3 separate regions of the Mus musculus genome follow, and regions 1 and 2 are each linked to region 3. The links are chromatin contacts, called in public HiChIP or PLAC-seq and promoter capture Hi-C maps. All regions are on one chromosome and are shown on one strand. The core of a region is the stretch at or near the end of the contact, and the rest is flanking DNA. Distances in the headings are between cores, read along the strand shown. Region 1 holds the start of Bicd2 (BICD cargo adaptor 2). Region 2 overlaps Ippk (inositol 1,3,4,5,6-pentakisphosphate 2-kinase). Region 3 holds the start of Omd (osteomodulin).

Region 1 (2,989 bases), core at 410-2,909, 240 kb after region 3:
GATTTGAGAATCTGTGTGAAGACTCAATTCCTACCCGCCCAAAGAAGCAGGCACTTCTGGGACTCACCCAGCCCTGCTCTACCCAGACTTTAAGGACTCATTCCCCTAAAAGTCAGAGAGGCTCTCAAGAGTTCAGGCATCTATCCAAAGCTGACTGGGAGCAGAAGTATCAAAAGATGAGCCTGTGATTAATACTCAAGAGCAGAACTGAGTCTCACAGGGAAGGGAAACTGTTGAGATAATCCAACAAGCTACCTGTGTGGCCCCATGCCAGGCCTTTCCAAATATAGAATACTAAAAGCAATACTTCTGGATTGGCAAAGCTGTATTCCTACTTTGCAGAGCTGGAAGCTAAGGTTTGAGGAGAGCTTACCCATGGCTCACCCAAGGCTCACCCATCACAAGCAATAAGAAGGGGTTGGTCCAAACTCAAGTGTGTCCTTCTCCCATAAAGCATTTCCCCCAGTCTCCAGAACAAGGCTGGGGAGTCAAGAAGATGGGAGAGTTACTAATACTTAAATCATCCCAGAAAGCTTACCCAGGTCCCTCCTACTGCCCCTCCCCAAGCTCTTGGCCAGCCTGGGAGTCTAACCTCTCTTCCTACAGTGGGATGACACAAAGTACCATGTTTCCAACAGAAGAACACAGACTCCACGGTGACAGGCAGGCCCTAGGAGGCAGAGCAAGACAGGAAGCGGTCGATGGAAGCCATGCATCCCAGTAGTGGGAGCACCATTAATGAGATGGGGAAAAAGCAGCTGGTTGAGCGATGGATATCGGGAAAGCCGGCCTGTCAAGGGCCATAGGCAACCAGGGGCTGCGACTCACTCAGCCCTGTATCCATCCCTTCCCAGCCTCAGGCGGTCACGAAACCTGATGAATAGCACAGAAAGCAGCTGCTCCAAAATGGGGGGGAAGTGATTTGCTTGAAGGTGACAAACTGTGGTCAACCAACCCCAGGTCCAGCTTTTCCCTGGGGTCACTTGCACGGACAGCCTCAGTTGTAAGGGCATCATCTGCTCCCCACCAACCACACAGACACACCCTAGGCAGCAATAACCATAGCAGGACATCAGTCCTCAACGAAAAGGCCAACAAGGCCTGCAAAGAAAACTAGCGGGTGAGTGGGGCTGCAGGGAGTCTGGACCCCAGCAACCGGACACAGGGCCGAACAGGGTCCCTTCACCGTCACTGCCCGGGACCGCAACTCTAGGTCTCCTGCCCCACCCCTGGTACCTCCCACCACTGGGCAGGGTGACCTTAGCGCCCGAGGCAGGGGTCGCAGCCGACCACTCACCTCTTTGAGCTGCTCCATCTCGCTGCGGATGGCCTCATAGTCCACCTCGAGCTCCTCGAACTGCAGCTTGAGCTGGTGCTTCTCCTCCAGCACCGCCAGTCCATACTCGGCCGCCTGGATCTTCTCACGCGTGGTCTCGGCCAGCTCGTGGGACAGCCGCTTCACCTCGGCGCGCAGCCACTCCGGCTGCGCCTCCATCACCAGACGCGCATACTCCTCCTCCTCCGACGGCGCGGACATGGTGGCCGCGCGCCGAGGCCGGCTCCCACCTTGGCTCCCACAAGCCGGGCCCTCTTAGCCGCCGCTGCCGCCGCCCAGCCCCGACGGCCGCCCGCGCCGCCGCACTGCTCCTCCCTGACGCGCGCGGAACACTGGGGGCTGCAGTCCCACTGAGCATGGACTACACAACCCGTAGTCCCTTGCGCCCACCTGGTCCGCGCTTGTGATTGGTCTAAATCTCAAGGGGGCAGGCGCCTAACGTGACGCAAAGCTACGTCTCCCTTAGCATTGTGGGAGATGTAGTCCTATTTTACGCTCACTGCTTTGCCCGTTGTGCTCTGTACCCGCCTGGCTCCAATCGTTGATTGGCGGGCGCGTCTGACGTGACAAAAGTAGGGGTGCCACCGACCCCAGCCCAGGGACCCGGCAGCCACCCGGAGAACCTCAAGCCTTCCGCTCCCAGCCTTTGTGGAGTAAGGTGATCCGAGCTGTGGATATCACGAGTAAGATTCGCGTCCTGAAACGTCAGAGCATGGCTGGTGAGACTGTGTGGCGCGCGCTTTATGCGGAATTTGAATGACTTGTGGCGGGCCGCGGGCACTGCCAAAAGGATGCCAACAGCCTGACGCTAGGGGCTCAGGGGAGCCCAGGCCCGGATACTACTTCCTCTTGTCCATTGTCCGTTAGGATTTTCTTTCATGGAAATGAAGGCACCTCCGTGAGCATAATGTCAAAGGTGTATTTAAATGTTGTCCGTCCCCCGTTTTCGGCGAGACGTAGCTGTACTCTTCACTATAATTCTAAATAAAACTTCCCTCCTTGCATGGTGATTTGGATATAACAAGCGTGTTGTTCCCTTTCTCACTGCACACACCCCCGCAACACCACACCCTACAGCTGCGGACCACCATCAAACATAGAGGTCAGCTGGAGAGATGGCTAAGAGGATAAAGCTCTTGCTCAGTAAGAGCAAGGACCTATATTTGCGCCCCTAGAGCCCACCTAAAGCACAGTCTATCATCCCAATGTCCCTGAGGAAAGATGGGAGGTGGAAATTGGAGAATCCCCTGAAGCTAGGCTGGAGTATGAAAGACAGGGGCGGGAGAGAGGGGGAGACAAGAAAAGCAGAGATAACCAATCTCAAACAAGATGGAAGACAAAGACTGACAACTGGATCTTGTCCTCTGATTCCCAGTGCATGTGGGGCCTGTGTGCCCACACAGGAACATGAACCCACTTCACACACACACACACACACACAGGAACATGAACCCACTTCACACACACACACACACACACACACACACGCGCGCGCGCGAAAAGAAAATCTAGGATCAACACAAGAATTGCATAGTAAATCAACTTGGTGTGGTGGAACACACCTTTAATCTCAGCACTTGGGAGGTAGAGGTAGAAGAATTTCACGGCCAGCCTAATCTACATGTCAAGTTCCAGGCCAGCCACGACTAAATA
Region 2 (2,700 bases), core at 4-2,503, 130 kb after region 3:
AGAATGAATGAGCCACGCTCCACATTCTAACACGTTCTCAGGCTTTGTGTCCAGTTCCCAGCAACATCTCAAAACTACACAGTAGCATCATGATGGGAAATGAGCATGACTCTGACATGTCCTGTTACATCCTCCACGTCCACATATAATGGCTTGCCATTACCACGGAGACTCTGAACTTCCACAAGTATCTCCCCTTCCCAAACCCTAGGAACAAGCAATCCATGTCATTTTCAAAGAGTGCTCTGCACACACAGTCATCACTGGACCCTTTGAGAACTGTTCTGTTGGTCAGAAGTACTCCCCTGATCTATCCATGCAACAAATGCGGTGGAGTTGCAAATGTGATTTCTAACCTAGTACAGTCACATGCTGACAACACGGGGGTTACAATAGTTCTTACCTCAGCAACAGAGCACTGTGAACGTCTTTGTACAGTTCTAGGGCGAGCACAGGTCCTCATTTCTCTAGGTACATCTGACATGAAAACCTGACTACCCAGCAGCCCATCTCAGAGCCACTTCCTAGGCACCAGAACTTTTTTTTATGTTCCCAATGGAATTATTTCAGCCAAGGAAGACAGTCAACAGGATCTAAAAGATGAGGCCCAGGGCCACCAAGCACCAAGGCCTGCGTCTGGCCTGTTAGGACCAAGAGAAATTCCACGTGGGCCCTGTATTATGGTCACCTGCCCCCCCCCCCCCCCCCCCAAGAAACAGTGCAGCCTTCTCTGCTTTAGATCTAAGTTCTGGGCTGCCACTGCTGTGAAGGGGAGAGTAGGGAAACTCTCAGGAAGACATGGGGCTTCTCAATGGGTCTACTCACCTTTGTTAATGCAAAGGCCACTGTCCCATCATCCTCAGTGGACAGATCAAGCAGTTTCTGGTAAAATACTTCATCATAAGGCCCATCTATCTGTAATGTTTTCCTGAAGAAAAAGCACCAAAACCAAATCAGCAGGGTGACAAAGCTCTAAGTACTTTCAGTCACAAATATGTTCTGTATCACACAACGTAGCCCAACAATCACATTGTTTGAAAGGCACCGAAAAGATCTACTGCTTTCTCTCATTAAGCCTGATTCTGCAACATCAAGATCTTCCACAAAACCCAGGGCTGCAGGAGGCTGCGGCTCAGCTTAAGCTGTTCACCAAGAAAAGGCCAATGATGTACAAAAAGAACCCTGCCCGTGAGATAGTGCAGGCCCTAAGCGTGGCAGAGACGGCTAAGGAGCTACACTATGTCAGTGTTCCAGAAGCAGCCTGTGGGACAACACTGCCCTCTACAGGCCAGGCCCTGACATAGGATATCAGAATGGTTGCATTCATACATGCTTTATTTCTAGTGTCTTAGTGACCATGAATCTCAGAGACCCTGGCACACCCAAACAAGGGACTTCCTGGACAGAGCTGGTTGTAGGCACCTCCTAGAGCCAGGTTCTAGGAGCTGTTTTGTTCTGGAGTCAGGCAACCTTGATCCCAGCCTAGCCTAGCCTCATAGCTTCCTCTGGTGCCAGCCTCACCTCTCCTCAGGAAACTCCTCCAGGTATTGCTCAACCCGTTTGTACAGAGGGTAGAGGCCTTCGATGTCCAGCTGGTCCAACATCTGCACCTGGAGGGTTTTGTACAGAAGACAGCCCTTCGGTAACCCCGAGTGCTCTGAGGTGTTTTTTCCTACCAAGAACATCAGGGGAGAACGAGAGCAGGTTTATTATCAACTCTTGAAGACTGTGGAGGGAGACCCAGGCCTGCACAGACAGCAGAGCTCACTCTGGGCAGCACGACGAGGCCTACAGGCTCCAGCCTAGCACTGAGGCAGATTTGCACACCTCACAAAGGAGCAAGGCTGACTGACCTCAGACCACCCTCAGGACCCAGTGGCTCTACACACACACACACACACACACACACACACACACACACACACACACAAAAGATAGAGACAGCGTCTCTCCCTTTGGCCCTGGTCTGTCCAAACACCAACTCAGAATACCCTTTAACTCCATCACATGCCCTAGAAGTCACTTTATATTTAAAATTAACGGTAATCCTACATGAGATAAAGGTCAGAACTACAAGAAAACCATTCAGACATTCTCAAACCCTCATAGACCAATTGGGGTTTCCAGAGTCAAAAAACATTAAGTCCACACAGGGGCAAGATCTGGCTGCCACAGGAAAAGCTAAACATACAGAGCCATGGACTGTGGTTAGGACCTTGGCAAGGTCCCATCCGTCCCCTCTGGGACAGATGAAGAAGCAAAGCTCCATCCTTCACTCATGCACTCACAATGATGTGTACAGTGCCTTCTCAACCGAGCCTGACATCCCTGACCATCTCTCAGAATCCACTAAAGGCAAAAACGGGAGAGGGAACAATGTATACTCAAGCAGCACTCCAGCTAGACATTCGCAGCCACATAACATGCCCTGGGTCAAGATAGCAGGAGACGAGTGAGGTAACCCAATCACAAAGGAACTCTCACAATATGTACTCACTGATAAGTGGATATTAGCCCAGAAACTTAGGATACCCAAGATATAAGATACAATTTGCTAAACACATTAAATTCAAGAGAACGAAGACCAAAGTGTGGACACTTTGCCCCTTCTTAGAATAGGAAACAAAACACCCATGGAAGGAGTTACAGAGACAAGATTTGGAAGTGTGACGAAAGGATGGACCATCTAGTGATTGCCAT
Region 3 (2,923 bases), core at 354-2,853:
AGAGACCATCAGAGTAACTCACTGTGAGTCATCTCATTTCCCAGTCTCTAGGTTTTAACAAAGCCTCAGTGCAGTGCACTTGCTCTAAGCAGTCAAAGATCTATGGAATGAGTGACTTAAGTCACAGGTTATGGCTTGTTAGCAGTGCCTTTCTCTGTTAATGTTTATTTCTCTAGGCATTCACCATGCTGGTTTCTTTAGATGGTTAAAAGTTAGAGAACTTAGCTGTTATCTTTTGTACTTATTTCTATATAACAATATGTGATATTTCTTACTTATATTGTCTATTAGAAATATGAGAGATGAAGAAAAAATAAAGCAAAGCAACAATGTAAAATTTAAGAAATTATCCATTAATATGAATTTTGCAAATAACACAATAAGAGTTTCTTTATCATAACATTTCTCTTACTTGAAGAAAAACACTCATGTTTTTAAATGAATGTAGGTCCTAATCCAAATTAATAAAAGTGTTATAATTTACTTAGTTCTGGAAACTTAAAGGTAAAAGCATTGTAGCATGTCACTGTTTTAAAGCTCTTAACCGTTTTACTGATAGGCCATAGAAGCCAGGATATAAAGATCATCTGTACCTGTTAATTCTTGTCTAAGACAACTTTAAATTTAGTCTTTTGCTCTTTAAAAAAAGTGTGTCTCAGTTAAAATAATACATACATGCATACATACATACGTACATACATACATACATACATACATACATACATACATACACAATACATTTAAATCGTAATTAACTTAAACTTAAGAATCCTTTAATAACCAGACAAAATGTTCCTGTCTTGGGAATGATACAAATGAAAACAAACATTCTAAATCAGAAATTTGCCCAGTAGAAAAAATTACAACAAAGCATTTTTTTTTAGCAAAATTGTTTAGCAAATTTTTTGTCATTTAAAATTAAGAGCAGAAAAACAAACCCAAGAAACTAAAGAGAAATTGATTCCTTTAACCGAAGATTCTTTCCCTTTGTCCAGTTTTATTTTAAAAATAATCTAAACAAATATTGCTTATTGAGTCATTTTAAATCAGAAATTTAAACTCACCTTGCTGGTCTTTTTGCTTAAACATTTTGCTTAATCGAAATTTTAATTTAATTTTTAGTCAGATTTTGCTTCCCCGATTGCGCTTTTATGATAAGTGCAGTCTAATTTAATATTTAGCAACCCTAAGACACTTTTGTAACAGTAAGAATACATACTTTAAGAGTTGAAAATTACTTTATCATCATACCTGTTGAGATTGCTCTAGTTTCAGGGACTGATGAATTGGCAATCCTTTAACTGAATCAGAAATGCCTAAATTCTTTAGCGAAGTTTCTTAAAAATCCACAGTAACTCAGTGTGCAGACAGGGCTGTCCTTTGAATTACTGGAGCAATTTAAGTAAATACAATCTGCTTGGAAAACACTTGGGTTGAATTAAAATTTTGTACTTCTTTTCATTATACAGAATTTTGTGGATTCAAAGTAAGATGTTTGTGCTCTTGGTCAGATTTATGTGGCTAACTTCTTTCTTTTCTCCTTAATTTTGGTTTGAGGTGTGGCAAGAATTTTCTCTTAATATGAAAGGCAAACAAGACTAAATGAAACAACATGTACTGATTACTGTTTTTATTTTCATTTTTATGCCAAAGAATTCTTCAGATTAAAGTCCACTGTGACCTGGAGCCCAGTGTCTCAGCAATTTAAGGTGGAATTCAAAATTGTATCCGGTTCCTGGGTTGACAGAGGCTTGCATTCACATCAGTGCTTTCCTTTGACTCTTGACTAAGAATCAGAAGTGGAAACATACAGCATTTCACATCTAGTTTACTTTGAGAATGCAGTAGAGTGCATTGGTTTCACAGATTAAAGGCACAGCTTTCCCACTTATAAAGACTACTAATAACTTTTAAAGAGAAATGAATTCCCTCAGCTATGTATGCTAGTGCCTTGCCTTTCGGCTCAGTACACAAAATAATTTTATAGTCCACTTTGTCTTTAAGTGGGATCGAATAAAAGCCTCTGCTGCTCAGTCACTTCTTCTACCTTTTATTGTATGGATTTAGAAACTTTCTTCATTTGCTGAAGGAGCCCTCCTTAAGAGTTGCAGCTAGCAAGCCTGCTTACTGCAAGGCTACATTTTTGTGCTAATGTTTTCATAGTTAAACAGAGTTAGCTGTGTCTCTTGGCATCAGCTGTTGAGTTTTTTGGAAAGACATTCTTTCAAGCTTGAGAAGTTTTGGTTCTTCAAAACAGTGTTTTCTATTAGACTTTATAAGTAACCTAGAGGATTTATTTTAATGTTTCAGATTTAAGAAAAGTATATAGTATTTCAACGGTGCTTTGGCAACATTGTAAACATCTAGTCTATTACTCGAGACATTGGTATGTGAAATGTGGCAGACCGCACTTGGGCCAAGATTCCATTTAGTTACCGATCTTTTCCATATGTTTCCTATTACTGTCTTTGTTCTTAAACCTCAGGCTTTCACACTCGGGAGAAGAACAAATCTGTATGTTTTTCTCAAGCATTGTTTTAGTCCCCTTATAGTTCTTTTAAAAGATTAAGTTAAAATCAGCCACTTAATTTTTAAATATAATTCTTTATTAATTGTATGTTGTGGTCTTAAAATAGTGATTCTGTTGTTCTTGTTTCTAGATTAGGTAGGAAAATATATCACTAATACTAGAGCACATTTTTTGAAAGTCTAGAACCAGAAGTGGTGATGCACACCTTTAATCCCAGCACTTGGATAGTAGAGGCAAGCAGATCTTTGAGTTCCAGAACAGCCTGGTCATCAGGATGACCAGACCTACACAAAGAACCCCTGTTCCCCAAACAAAAGTGTTTCTAGAAAATTTAAAGGAGGCTAGCAGTGTATATGATGTTGCATTTGGCAGTGACTGAAAATGAAAGAGGAT

The links. Promoter capture Hi-C pulls out the DNA fragments that hold promoters and counts their contacts. HiChIP or PLAC-seq counts read pairs in DNA pulled down with a chosen protein or histone mark.
Region 1: a contact with region 3 is called in a promoter capture Hi-C map of hippocampal neurons, with 2.7 times the contacts expected there. The contact joins the promoter of Bicd2 here to the promoter of Omd in region 3. A contact is called at or near these places in 9 of 39 promoter capture datasets (the 3T3-L1 cell line, the C10 cell line, the SN4741 cell line and 4 more), 1 of 484 Hi-C or Micro-C datasets (the G1E-ER4 cell line) and 1 of 9 other capture datasets (adipose tissue).
Region 2: a contact with region 3 is called in an H3K27ac HiChIP or PLAC-seq map of heart atrium, with 11 read pairs. The contact joins the enhancer-like site here to the promoter of Omd in region 3. A contact is called at or near these places in 15 of 39 promoter capture datasets (the 3T3-L1 cell line, the C10 cell line, the HPC-7 cell line and 7 more), 10 of 484 Hi-C or Micro-C datasets (Th17 cells, bone marrow-derived DN3 thymocytes, cerebral cortex and 6 more), 5 of 115 datasets of contacts at active chromatin or transcription factors (embryonic fibroblasts, embryonic stem cells, heart atrium and 2 more) and 4 of 9 other capture datasets (adipose tissue, liver, macrophages and 1 more).

Annotation. Positions count from the first base shown.
Region 1 is chr13:49,340,219-49,343,207 of GRCm38.p6, reverse strand. It overlaps Bicd2 (BICD cargo adaptor 2), which reads right to left and starts at 1,659. Exons shown (of 7, transcript NM_001039179.2): 1 at 1,298-1,659. The coding sequence starts at 1,537.
Region 2 is chr13:49,448,209-49,450,908 of GRCm38.p6, reverse strand. It overlaps Ippk (inositol 1,3,4,5,6-pentakisphosphate 2-kinase), which reads right to left. Exons shown (of 13, transcript NM_199056.4): 10 at 1,522-1,672; 11 at 826-928. Among named protein-coding and RNA genes, the nearest start is that of Ippk, 28 kb to the right of the region's middle. Within about 2 kb of position 1,253, at least 60 of the 459 cell types and tissues checked have an H3K27ac peak or open chromatin away from gene starts, as enhancers often do. A contact at or near this core is called in adipose tissue, cerebral cortex, forebrain and 1 more, where this site is marked.
Region 3 is chr13:49,581,142-49,584,064 of GRCm38.p6, reverse strand. It overlaps Omd (osteomodulin), which reads right to left and starts at 1,603. Exons shown (of 3, transcript NM_001360708.1): 1 at 1,252-1,603. All of the region lies in intron 5 of Cenpp (centromere protein P), which reads left to right.